2 separate regions of the Anas platyrhynchos genome follow, and region 1 is linked to region 2. A link is a contact called in public Hi-C data. All regions are on one chromosome and are shown on one strand. Each heading gives the region's core, a stretch centred on a gene start, on an enhancer-like site or on the middle of the called end of the contact. The rest is flanking DNA. Distances are from core to core; before and after follow the strand shown. Region 1 holds the start of BTBD6 (BTB domain containing 6). Region 2 overlaps BRF1 (BRF1 general transcription factor IIIB subunit).

What was found. Hi-C and Micro-C count contacts between places; a contact is called where the count stands out from the background.
Region 1: a Hi-C map of small yellow follicle shows a contact between it and region 2, with 4 times the contacts expected there. The contact joins the promoter of BTBD6 here to the enhancer-like site in region 2. A contact is called at or near these places in 5 of 8 Hi-C or Micro-C datasets (F5 follicle, liver, skeletal muscle and 2 more).

The regions. Positions count from the first base shown.
Region 1 is chr5:8,030,240-8,032,939 of IASCAAS_PekinDuck_T2T, reverse strand. BTBD6 (BTB domain containing 6) reads left to right here and starts at 1,348. Exons shown (of 5, transcript XM_027459578.3): 1 at 1,348-1,699; 2 at 2,029-2,320; 3 at 2,441-2,531. The coding sequence starts at 2,118. The region is part of intron 6 of BRF1 (BRF1 general transcription factor IIIB subunit); the gene reads right to left.
Region 2 is chr5:7,981,096-7,983,795 of IASCAAS_PekinDuck_T2T, reverse strand. The region is part of intron 3 of BRF1 (BRF1 general transcription factor IIIB subunit); the gene reads right to left. Among named protein-coding and RNA genes, the nearest start is that of BRF1, 37 kb to the right of the region's middle. Within about 2 kb of position 1,450, at least 3 of the 8 cell types and tissues checked have an H3K27ac peak or open chromatin away from gene starts, as enhancers often do. A contact at or near this core is called in F5 follicle and small yellow follicle, where this site is marked.

The DNA of each region.
Region 1 (2,700 bases), core at 99-2,598, 49 kb before region 2:
ATGGCCAGGATGCAAAGCTACCAATACCTAAATCAAACACGGGGCCAAAGTTAACAGGACCATCTCCTGCACGGACTGACAAATAAAAATGAATAAACGCTTTTTAAGATGCTGCTAAACCCAAGGAGGGCGAACGAACCCTTTTGGGGTTCGACCCCAGCGGCAGCAGCCCAGCACCGCGCTGTGCCCCCAGGAGGAGCCCCCCGTCCCCAGGGGTCTGCTCCTTGCCCAGGGACTGCTGCTTCGCCTGGGGCACAGCTGGCTTTCTACGATGGGGGCTGTGATGCAAACGGGTTTATTTATTTTATTTTATTTTGTTTTGTTTTGTTTTGTTTTTAAGGGGAGGCGCTGCTCCCTATCCCAGCTCCAACTTGGATGCACAGAAGTAGCAGGGAGAGTGAAAACCCCCAGTGAAGGATTTAAGACAGCCTCCCCCAGCAGTAATGGGGCTGCAGGGCAGGGGGGAGAGAGGAGGGGGCACTGTGAGGGCCTAGGGGTGATGAAATAATCGATGTGGGAAAAATAATGGGGGAAAGAAATAAAGGGGAAAGAAATAACAGGGAAAGAAATAAAGGGGGGGGGGAGTAGGAGGGGAATAAAGAAGGGAAAATAAAGAGGGGGAATAAAGGGGGAAAAACAGGGAGAAAAATAAAGGGGGAAATAAAGGATGGGGATAAAGGGGGGGGAATAAAAGGGTGAAATATAAAGGGGAAATAAAGGGAGAAAAAGAAGGGGGAAAAAAAGGGGGAAAGTAAAGAAGGGGGAGTTAAGGGGGGAAAGTAAAGGGGGCAAAAAGGGGGAGAAAGGATAAAGGGGAAAAAGTGGAGGGGAAAAAGTTAAATGGGGAAAAACTAAAGGGGGCGAAATTAAAATAAAAATTAAAGTGGGAAACCGGGGTGTGGGGGCAGCACCCGTCAGATAGGGTCTGGGAGGAGGCCCTGGGCTCCCCCCCAGTTATCCCATATCCCATATCCCATCCCATCCCATATCCCATATCCCATCCCATATCCCATCCCATCCCATCCCATCCCCATCCCCTCCCCTCCCGCCCCCCCCTCCCCAGCGCGGGGCAGCGGCGCCCCCGCCCGGTGCTGCCGGGAAGGGCGGCGGGAAGGGGCGGGGGCGGTTCGGCCGCGCTCGGCTCCGCTCGGCTCCGTTCGGCTCCGCTCGGCTCCGCTCGGCGCTGCGCACGGCCCCGGCCGCTCTGCGCCCCCAGGCGGGCGTCGGAGATTGAGGAGGGGCGGGAGGAGGAGGAGAAGGAGGAGGAGGAGGGGGGGGGGCGGCTCCCCCCGCCTCTCCTGATTGGCTGATTGGCGGTGACGCGCGGCGCGGCGCTGCCTCTTAGGGCGGGAGGCGGAGGCAGGGCCCGGCAGAGCCGAGCGGAGCCGAAGGGAGCCGAGCGCGGCCGAGCCGCGTCCCGACAGCGCCGTGAGGGGAGCGCCCAGGGGGCAGCGACGCCCCCGCGGCTGGGGCCAGGAGGAGGAGGAGGAAACTTGGTGCGGGGCAGCCCGGAGCCAGCCCCCGGAGCCAGCCCCAGCGCCGCGGATGTGCCCCACGAGCAGCAGCCGCCGCCGGGCGGGGAAGGACGGAGCCGGGCGCTGGGGAGCCGGCGGGGGGCTGTAGCGGCTGGAGGACCCGGGGACTGAGGCTCGCCCCTCAACGCTGCGCCTGCTCTGCTGGATCTGTGGCTTTTTTGGTGGTGTGTGCTTGGGTTTTTTTCCCTATTTTTACTATTTTTTTTTATATATATTTTTTTTTATTTTTTTTTTTCCTCGGGGGAAGGAGCTGCCGGCCAGCCCCGCTCGCTGCAGTCGTGGCGGTGCCGAGGCTGGGCAGCCCCCCTTGGAGCCAAGGAGGAAAAAAAGGAAAAAAATAAAAATTAAAAAAGAGAAAGAGGCCGCCCCGCACCTAGAAGCGAACCGCGGGACCTGCGTTGGGATCTGTTAGTTCTCTTGCTCATGCCACTGCCCCATGGGTGCCTCAATGGCAGGATCATGAAGTGTTTGACTTTTTTTCTTCTGCTTCCAGAGACCTTAAAGAAGTCCAAAAAGAGCGCGAGGCCAAACGGCAAGGTGCCAGGATGCTATGAGATAGTGCCCCTGGCCCTGAAGAGGAAGATGGCTGCAGAACTTTACCCTGCCAGCGCCAACACCAACATCGCCAACAGCAACGCCGCCGCCACCGCTGCCAACAGCAAGAAGAACGCGCTGCAGCTCCAGCAGAGCGCCCAGCCGCCCCCGCCGCCACAGCTCCAGAACCTCAACAACAACAACTTGGAGAGCGCCAACTGGCAGTCCTTCCACCCCACGCTGCGCGAGAGGTAAGGGACGAGCGACAAGGGACGAGCGACCCCGCCACCGGGCTGGCTGGGGGTTTCGGGGGGGGAGATGGGGGCACTGAGCGGCCTCTCCACACCTCCCTCCCTTCCCCTCGCTTGCAGGAACGCGCTGATGTTCAATAACGAACTCATGGCTGACGTCCACTTCATCGTGGGCCCGCCAGGGGCATCCAAGAAAGTTCCTGCCCATAAGGTTTGTGCAGAGCATTATTTTTGTTTTTTCCCCCCCCCCCCTGCTTTTTGTGATAGTGCTGAGCATCCCCCCTTCTTACCCCAACTCCCAAACAACTCAATTCAATTTTTTTCTCTTAATTATCCCTCCTGCCTAATCCCAGAAGTAATTGGCATATATGGCAGTTAAA
Region 2 (2,700 bases), core at 201-2,700:
GGGCAAGGAGATGGAGAGGAGCAGAAGCAATCGCGTGACTGCAGCTGAGCAATTACCTCTCCGCTGCACTGCAGTGACTATTAGCTAGAGCCATACATACTAAGAATGTTTTAAAAAAAAAAAAAAAAGTTTAATCCACCTTCCCTGCTATAAAAGCCAACCCAGCCCTTCCCTTTTCCTGCCAAAAGGCTCCTGTGCATCTCTGTAAGCCTTCCCTACCCTCCTCACCCACCTTTTAATACTTATCTTTTATTACATGCCTGAGAATTTCCTTGTCCTCAGACACATGCAGAACAATTTTGCTCCCCTAGAGTTCAGCTCCGCTCTTCTGCATGCCAGTTGTTCTGTCAAAATACAACCGGCAGTGGTAAATTATTTCCACTCCCCATCGTCCAACTGTGCAGGCAGAGAAAAACCTTACTGACAGAGACTAACACCGCTTTGCTCGCAACCTGTGCTTGGCCTTAAGGTTGCTGCTGCTGCTTCAGGACTGGAAAAGGCCCGCAAGCCTCATGCTACTTCCAGCATCTGGCTTGGGGTTGCCTTTTTTCTTTCTTCTTTTTTAAAATGAATTTGTTTTCTCCGGATCTACATGCAAATGTAACAAAAGGCCCTCTCTCCCCATCCAGACCATACCCAGCTGGCAAACACGTATGACACAGTAATTGCAAAAGGAAAAACTTCATAAATATCAACTAATTGGCAAATTCCTTAAGCCACCTCAAAAAGGGAAATAAGTAGAAAAAGCATCAAGGGAAAAAGGACGCAGAGTGAAGTAGTTGGAGGGGGTGTGAAGAAAAAGAGGCAGTTATTAACAATATCAAAGGGATAGGAGATAAAACACAATCTAAAAATGGAAGCAGAAAGAGAAGAAGTGAAATCAAGCTGGAAAAGGCACAGAGCCATAACAAAAACAAGAAAGATTGTATTAGGTTAATACTTATTTAAGGTATTTTTATGTGAGGCTGACAAGAGCAGTCAAATATTTCATTCCTTTATCTAAAAGGGATAAGAAGCCCAGCGGTTAGGTAAAAGAGCATCAATCTTTATTCGGGCTGCAGCTAAAGAATGCAATTCTGCCCTCAGTTTGTCCCTGGCAGCTGAGTCCATCAGCTACTGATAACGAGGAGCATGAATGTGAGGGGGCTGCTCTCCTTTACTGCTACAAAAGGCCTATTTAGATCAGAGCTATGACTGCCCGATAATTTTATCTGCGCACAGCCCATACACGATGGAAGAAGTTAGGGACAGAGCTTCAACCTCAACTTCTGCATTTCCTTCCTTTTGAAACTAAAAATAAGTGAAGGTTGCCACAAATCTCAGCTAAACAATGAAATAGATGGGTGATGCTATTTATCAAACCGCTCTCTTGTGCTATCTGCTTTGGCTTGGAGTTGAGAGGAGATTTATGGCCAACGAGAGAAGGCACATATTTCAGACACAGTCCTACGTTTCTTTAAACAATAACATTTATGTAAGTCAGATGTACAGACTGTTCCAGTAAAGGGTTAGAACTACAATGCCATCTATGTATTCCTACAGAGCCAACATGTCCCTCTCGGAAAATATTTGGCATATTTGAGCAGTATCCCTCTTTATGTATGTAATCTCTTCCATTTATAAGAACCTACGCGGCACATACAATATACCATTAACAACTTTTCCAGGTGGAGCGAATTATCCCCAGGCTTTGCTTTCCTCAGGAACCCCAATCACCCTCAAATTAAAGAGGGAGAACGTGGTGGTGGTGGGACAACAACGACTGTGAAAGACCCAGGGATCGAACGTCCAGCCTTCATCACATCACTGAACATGATTTGTTAAGAGAGGAGCAGAAGATCAGTAGATTTCGGGAAGATAATGGAAGTTTAAACCATAAATAGAAATGTACATGAGCTCATGACTAAGACCTAATGACATGAACTTAAAGGAAAATGTAAGCACCATATTAACAAGAACTTACCACACAACTCATCGGACCTCATAACAGTTTCCCAAGGGAACTGGTGGAAAGCCCCGCTGCTTGGAACAAATGAATCCAGGAAGAGCAAGACACAAGAAAAACCACACAGCATAGAGCGATCCCGTGGAAGAAAAATAGGCCGTGCTGATTCCTAGGTTGAAGTTCTCATGCTTTTGCAAAATTGTAAAGCTTAAGAGAAAGGGGCAACTTTCTATGACAGAAACATTGTGTGCTCTGAGTGTACAGAAGAGGAGGAAACATCCTCCCCCCACGTTCCCAAAATTGCCATCTCTGCTGGCTCAGTACAGCAGCATTTCAGCCCGTTTGCAGTTTGGTAGCACATCAACACAGACCCAAGGGCAATCTGACAGAACAACCCAGCCTGTAGAGCAAAGATCCACCTACTCATCTTCCCACATCTTCAGAAACCTTTTCCACAGTCACCACTCCATTCTAAATTAAATATTATATTAATGACACTTTGAGCAAACCAACCAACAACAATAAAAACACAACACCACTCAAACTGTGTGGAATTTCTTCCACAATCAAATCTTTAGATACCAACTTCCTTGGCTCTTCTATATAACCCACTCACCCTCTGGGTGCCCGTCCTTAGTAGTTAAAGTACTTAGTAGTTAAAGACAATTTCAGGTAAGGACAATTACATTCTCCTTTTCACATGCTAAACCTCAAAGATCAACTGCAACACAGCTTTCTGTGCAGTCTGACTCCAA